Linked DNA regions of Anser cygnoides: region 2 is linked to region 1. The links are chromatin contacts, called in public Hi-C maps. All regions are on one chromosome and are shown on one strand. The core of a region is the stretch at or near the end of the contact, and the rest is flanking DNA. Distances in the headings are between cores, read along the strand shown. Region 1 holds the start of GPR135 (G protein-coupled receptor 135). Region 2 overlaps JKAMP (JNK1/MAPK8 associated membrane protein).

Region 1 (3,319 bases), core at 766-3,265:
TGCCCAGCCCGGCGTGCAGCGCGGCGCTGGCCAAGCAGAGGCGCTGCCCGAAGAGCCAGGCACCGGGCGGGCGGCTGAGCAGGCTGAGGAAAGCCAGGGGCAGGCAGAGGAGGGCTCCCAGCAGCTCGGACAGCGACAGCGACAGCACGAAGGCGTTGGTCACCGTGCGGAGCTGCCGGTGCCGGGCGATCACCAGCACCACCGCGCCGTTGCCCAGCGCCGAGAGGGCGAAGATGAGCAGCAGAGCCAGCGCCTGCGAGGCCAGCGCCGCCGCCGACCACCCCGCCCCGGAGGCGGCCGCCGCCGCCTCCCCGCTCTCGTTGCCGCCGCCTCGGGAGAGGTTGCCCGGCGCGGCCGCCGCCGCCGGCTCCATGCCCGCCCGCCGCCGCCAGCCGCTGACGTCCTCCCGGCCGCCCATCGTTGCCCGGGGAAACCCGCCCGGCCCGGCCCGCCCCGCCGCACCGGGGGCGGGGGCAGCGGCGGCCCCACGGCCGCGGAGCCGGGGGAAGCGGTCCCCTCGCGGCGCCGCTCCTGTCATGGCCTCGCTCCCCGTCATGGCCCCGCTCCCCGTCATGGCCCCGCTCCCCTCACGGGCTGCGAGAGCCCGGCCCCCCCCGCCCGGGGAATGTTTTTTGGGGATGGGAAGGGCAATGGGTAATGGAGGCAGCAGGTTGATGGCTGAAGTGCTTCCGACATGCGCTGGGCTGCAAGACCCAGCTGGAGTGTGGGTACAGGAATACATCCCAAGGGATGTTTCCAGAAGCTATAAACACGCTGGTGTCTTTCATAGAATCCCAGAATCGTTAAGATTGGAACAGACCTCCAGCAAATCTGGTCCAGCCACCCCCCTACCACCAATGTCACCACTAAACCATGTCCCTAAGCACCAGGCCCAACCTCTCCTCGAACACCCCCAGGGACGGTGACCCCACCACCTCCCTGGGCAACCCGTCCCAACGCCTGACTGCTCCTGCTGAGCAGAAATGTCTCCTCATTTCCAACCTGAACCTCCCCTGGCACAACTTGAGGCCGTTCCCTCTGGTCCTGTCACCAGTTACCTGTGAGAAGAGGCCGACCCCCAGCTCCCCACACCTCCCTTTCAGGTAGCTGCAGAGAGCAATGAGGTCTGCCCTGAGCCTCCTTGTCCTCAGACCAAACACCCCGAGTTGTTCCTGCAAGCACAGACGACGTGCTCATCTCTGCTGCCCGCCTGCACCCCAGGCTGCACAGGATTCATCGGGGCAGGGGAACTTCTGCAGGAAATCAGCAGCAAAGCTGGGAGCAAAAGTCCCAAATGCCAGCCTTGAAAAGGCATGCTGGCAGCACAGCTGCTCTCCAAACTTGTGGATTTCAGCTTCTTCCCTTTCCAAAGCTGTAATTTTCAATTTGACTCTGACAGAAGAAATTCCTCTCAGTCCTCCCCATGCTAACCTTTCCCAAGCTCACCAGCCTGACTTACTGCACGGGCTACCTGGAGATAATCGTTCTCCTTTTCAGAAGAATTTAATGAGGCAAATTCCCATGAGCGTCTCCAATAAACGAACACCATTTTGTCCAGAGACACAAAGGAAATTACGGGCCCTGAGCGGCCTGAAGCTCCGTTTCTGCCACCGTGACGGCCTGCCCGGTCTCTGCCTGGTTTGTTCACCGCAGCCGTCCCTCACGGGGCTCGGCGCCAGCCCTGGCCGTGCTCTGCTGGGCAAGCTGCCCCCGCGCTCTGACAAAATCATAAGTAAATAAGTTTGCAATCAAAGGTCATAGTGGCTCCAACCTTCGAATCCGGCTACTCCCGTTGAAAGTTAACCCCATGGTGTTTGCAGACCGTGGTCCGAGATGAGCAAGAGGGCAGGGGTTAGGAAGCAGTGTGACGAGGACACAGCACGCAGCAGGCTGGGAATCCTGAGCACACATTTGTGCCCAGACCTGGGAGACGGGAGGGCTCTGTCAGGGATGAAACCAGGGCAGGGATAAAGGGATCCAGGACTGGGGACACTGGGGCATGCGGCAGAGCAGTGCTGTCACCTGAGTGAGAGGCATCAGGGAGGGTCAGGCAGTCCTACCAGCAGTGACACGCTTGGCAGAGTCCTGGAAATGGGTTCCAGGAGCAAGAACAAGAGGGGAAGGCAGTGTTTCCAGCTGGCATTTAATAGGAATCTGGCTTAGAAATTACTAATTTACAGAAGCAGAGAAGGCACATAAATTTGAAGACAGCTCTCCAAAGATCAGTTGCATTTTCTGTGAAAAATTATTAAAAAAAAAAAAAAGATTGTGGCTTCCCAGAGCAGCCGTGGACCTCCACCAATAGCCACAGCAGAGAAGCACGACCTGTTATCTCAGAACACAGCAGGCACCGTCGTGCCACCGAAGGCTGGTCCCGTTGCTCTGGCACATGGCAGCGAGCCGTGGGGAGAAGCAGAACAGAAATGCGCAGGCAGGTGAAGCGCAGCACCGTCACTGAGAGGCTCCGGTCACTTGAAGAAGAAGCCGTATTTCAGCGGGTCCTCCTCTTCCATTGTGAAGGTGGCCGTACCGGTGTAAAAGGCTTCTCCCGAGACTTCCACTACAACAGCGTTGTAGTCCCCAAACTTGGTTTCCTGCAGAGAGGGTTAGGGTCAGGACGTCCCTGAGCAACACGCTAACTTGGAGCAGAGAAGAGGGTACGGAAGAGGAATCCACCCCCCGCTGACACAGAGGATAAACCACATGGATTTATCTACATCAGCATCAGAGATACTTCTCACCCGGGCCTTTTCTGATAGCTGAGGATTTGCATTGAAGCCATGTAACACAACAAGGTCTTACCGTTACATCCTTCCCTAATAAAAAATCCTTGCTTGTGCAAAGAGCCCCAGGCATCTCCCACAAGCCCTCCGCAGGCACAGAAAGGCTTTTCTGCCCCTCCGCTGAGCCACAGCAACAGCACCTTCCCCGCAGTCCTCAAGCCAGGGGGAAACTCCAGCACAAAGCACTTGCCTTCACTGCCTTCCCCGTGAACAAGGACCCCGTGGTACTGCTCCGGAAGGTTCTGCTCTGGTTCAGCTGGATGAGCCCCTTGTGGTACTGCAGGGCGATGCGAGCTGTCACACCTGAACCCGTCGGACATCGGTCAACCTACAAGAGAAGATGAACCAGCTCTGCTTCTCTCACCTTTATACTGTGCTTAGGGGGAAGAACTCCTAGCCCAGGGGGTTGTAAAAATCAGGATATATCACAAACAGAAAGACAAAATATGCAGGTTTGGGGTATGAAGGGAAAAAGGCGGTGCCCGGTGCACCTGAGAACAGCCCGTTCCTGTACCTGTTCATCCGCAAACACGCAG
Region 2 (3,549 bases), core at 68-2,567, 68 kb before region 1:
TTGGGCTGTCTGATCAGATGGGCACTGCATCACACGCGCGTTTCAGAGGGCTTGCAATCAGCACCGAAGCCGAGAACGAGTCAAATGAGCGAGCAGAGCCACGCAGGGTGCCGGCAGTCCGGGCTCTGTAAGGTGGAAAATCAGAACGTGTTTTTGACGTTTCTCGGGGGGATGCCTCCAACTTAGAGCCGATCTGAACAACGGGCATCCAGCTTTCATTCCGCGGAGGTCCAGACTCGCCGGACTGTGGGAGGAAAATCGTCTCGAGCAGTTTGTTTAAAGAAAAGTGATGCAAGGCACTTGATGCGCTCAACGTGCGTCTCAGCGCCGCGCGGCGCGGCTGTTGTGTGCACGGGGAAGAGCAGAGAGCGTGTGCCACTGCTCAGCAGCAGGACGGGATGAGCAACAGGAGCGACGTGCTGGGTGCCAAATTTCTGCCTTGGATGTGCTGCAACAAGTGGTTATGTGGCGCAGCACACCCAGCGCTGGGGGGGGGGGGGGGGGGGGGGGCCTTGCAAAATCACCCACGGAAGCAGAGCCTCTCCCAGCCACCGCCAGCAAGCGAGGCCGCTCGGCAGTGATGGGGAATTGTCCGAAAATGCCCATCAGGCAGGAGCACCCTGCGCCGCCCGAAACTCCAGGGCGGGGGCAGACATTTGGCGGGGTGAGAGGTGCCGAAATCGGCCAGGGCTCGGCGGAGCCGGTCAGCGAGCGTCGCCGCACTTGCCCGGAAAGAGTTTCACCTTGTGAAACGCGCTGAAATACAGCTCCCGATTGGGAAAGAGCTCGCTTGTATCCTCGTTTTGGGAGGGGATGGGAGAGGAGCCAGAAAAACAGCAAGCTGATATTCATATTTGATGATTTAGCTCCTAGCTCCCGTGTGGGTTTGGAGGCGGGCGCGAAGAGGAGCGTGCACGCTCCTTTGCATGCGTTTGTGCCCTCGCTGGGTGTTTTGGTGCCGCAGACCGCAGAGCTGCAGTGCCGGTGCTGGCTTCAAACCAGCTCGCTGGGGCATCGGTCGCGGGCAGGCTCCGGCAGCACGTTGCTCCACGCGGGCTAATTGAGCTTGCCAAGGAGGCTGCTGAATATGCAAACAGTAATTGCCGTTCTCCTCTCCTTAAAGCGAAGGCGGAAGCGACACCAGGGTCCAATTTTCTCCTAACGACCGATCTCATGGGAGCACTGCTCAAGGCGATGTCGAGGCGGTGGGGTGTTTTGGGGGGGGACCAGAAACAGCAGCACGCTCCGGTCGGTCACGGTGGCACTCATGTCAGGGTCCCAAACATGGGCTTCAGGGAGCTTTGTTGCTGCCTCTCTGGCAGCCGTGGCTGCTGCTGTTGTTTTGGGTTTGTGCCGTATTTCCGAAGGAGCATCGCCTCCCCGCACGCACCTTCATCTCCGGTTTATGGCTGTTTGGCAAAGCAGGGAGCGGTCGCGAGGAGCGCTTGGATCGGCTCCTACCCGAAGCTTCGCTTCGCCCTTTGCGGCTTTTTTAAAAGAAGCCGTACAACAGCCAGCCCAACAGCACGGACAGGAGGGGAAGGTGCCGGGATTAAAACACCTCCCTGAAGCTTGGCACCGCGATCACACAGCGCGGCAGGCGTTGCGGAGCCGCCGGCAAGGTCACCGCTGGAGTTTTGGAGGAGGAGGGCTGGGATCCCGCCTGCTTCGGTCGCAGCCAGGGCCGTATCCTGCTGCCTCGCCTGCCCCGGGCTCTGTTATCACAGTCCAAACTCCGTCGTGACGTTTGTGCGGGGTTTTGGCACGGTTCGCAAGGACGAGGTGCCAGCCTCCAGGAAGCGCCCTGCCCTGGAGTCACCCGGTCCTTCGCAGATGTGGCTCCCGAGCAGCCTGCACAAGCAGAAACCAGCACGGGACGGGTGGAAGCCGTCCCCTTACCCGCCCCATCGCCTCGGGATGCAGCCAAGGCATCTCCCTGCCCACCTGGAAGGAGCCAGCTACAGACCCCAGGGCAGCTTCTGGAGCTCAGAGACCCCCATCTCCTTACCAAAGGTGTGGGAGAAGAGGCGACCAGGTAACAGGGGTACCACAAGCCAAGGAGAGATGCTTCCAAAGTTGTAGTTTTACTGGGTCGCGGAGAGACCCCAAAGACCAGATCCCTATCTCAATCACTGCTTTACGACCCCACAGCCAAAAGCTGTCTTCGTTTCGAGAAATAGTCACTGCTTGAGACACGTCACTGTATCAGAGCAAAAGCTCTCCTTTTGTCCAGTGTCAGTTCCAAATTTAGCAAATGCTCTTGGCAGCCATTCCCTTGCAGAGTGTTAGGGTTTCACCCGAGTAATACACGAAGGATTTTCTCCTCCTACACCTGCCGAAGGGTCAGACACCTCCCAGGCTCCTCTCCTGTCCTCTGGCTCCTGTCCTGGGACACGTGTTGCTTCGTGCTCCCCAGCCCCACGGTTTGTATGAGCCGACCCCACAGACAGCTTGTATTTCCCCCCACCCTGGGAACAGGCCAGAACTTACTCAGGTCTCATGGAAAGGGGCAGTGTCTTGTGGTGCCAGCCAAAGGTGTTGCCACAGGTACCCTGTTATCGGCCACCAGTGCCTGTGACTGGGGGAGAGTGGCACGATTCCCTCGTCTGGTTGCGTGAGTGACTCGTTAGCTCAGAGAAGACAAATTCCCTTTATCTCCTCCAGCTTGCCAAAAGCAAATCTCTTGTAATTAATTAGGTTCTGTCCGTATCGTTCCCAAACATCATCTGGCCTCCCCCGGGGAGCAAAACCAGCCGTGGGGACGTGATGGAGGGAGCAGGCAGCAGGAATGCAGCGCACGGTTCCTGCGGAGGGCACAAGCTTGCAGAAAAGCAGCTTCAGCTTGAGCTGACAGCTGCCAGTTGTGCAGGTTCCTGGGCAAAAGCGGGGTTTTGTCCACGTGCTGTGTCGCTGGGCAAGGTTTGAGTGGAAATGACTTTGGAAGGGCCCGGGTGAGAGACATAGGGAGTCGCCCCCTAGGGTGGTGGCTGTACTTTCTCCGTGAATACTGTAGTAGAAGTCTTTTGGAGCCCTCGGTGAGCTGGGGCGATCCCCATCACTTGCACAACTGCAGTAGAAATAAAGCTCATCCTTTACAAACCTGCACAAGTGCCCACCTGAGGCAGGTCAGCAGAGGTGACCTTGGCCCGAGGCGGTGCACGAGAGCCAGGTTACACGACTGGTCTCCATCCCGCATCCTCCTCTCCTGGCCCTTCCTGGCCGAGCTTGTCCCACGCACATTTCTACCTGTTTCTGGAAAATCAGAGCAGTTTTAGAAACCACTCAGCCCCAGCAGTCCTGTCTTGGGATTTGGGGCTTGGCGAGAAGTTCCCTCGATGACCCTTCCCAGCCTATCTTCTCTGGCTCTATATGTACAGGGGCAATTAAATTTAATTTATTCTGGCCTGCTCAGTAGTAAAGGCCAGAAGGCACCATTAGATCACAATCTGACTTGAATTTATTGATGTAATTAGTGCTCAGACGTATGGATGGGAGGTGGGAGCAGGCTGTTTAACAAGTGCCGCCACATGGAACTGGTTCCTTTCCCTT

The links. Hi-C and Micro-C count contacts between places; a contact is called where the count stands out from the background.
Region 2: a contact with region 1 is called in a Hi-C map of liver, with 3 times the contacts expected there. The contact joins the enhancer-like site here to the promoter of GPR135 in region 1. A contact is called at or near these places in 2 of 7 Hi-C or Micro-C datasets (both in liver).

The regions. Positions count from the first base shown.
Region 1 is chr5:61,218,679-61,221,997 of Taihu_goose_T2T_genome, reverse strand. GPR135 (G protein-coupled receptor 135) reads right to left here and starts at 2,015. Exons shown (of 1, transcript XM_066998495.1): 1 at 1-2,015. The coding sequence starts at 742. The region is part of intron 1 of JKAMP (JNK1/MAPK8 associated membrane protein); the gene reads left to right. It overlaps L3HYPDH (trans-L-3-hydroxyproline dehydratase), which reads right to left. Exons shown (of 5, transcript XM_048066162.2): 3 at 3,298-3,319; 4 at 2,974-3,111; 5 at 2,130-2,594. The coding sequence ends at 2,469.
Region 2 is chr5:61,285,734-61,289,282 of Taihu_goose_T2T_genome, reverse strand. All of the region lies in intron 1 of JKAMP (JNK1/MAPK8 associated membrane protein), which reads left to right. All of the region lies in intron 2 of DAAM1 (dishevelled associated activator of morphogenesis 1), which reads left to right. Among named protein-coding and RNA genes, the nearest start is that of DAAM1, 31 kb to the left of the region's middle. Within about 2 kb of position 1,317, at least 1 of the 3 cell types and tissues checked has open chromatin away from gene starts, as enhancers often do. A contact at or near this core is called in liver, where this site is marked.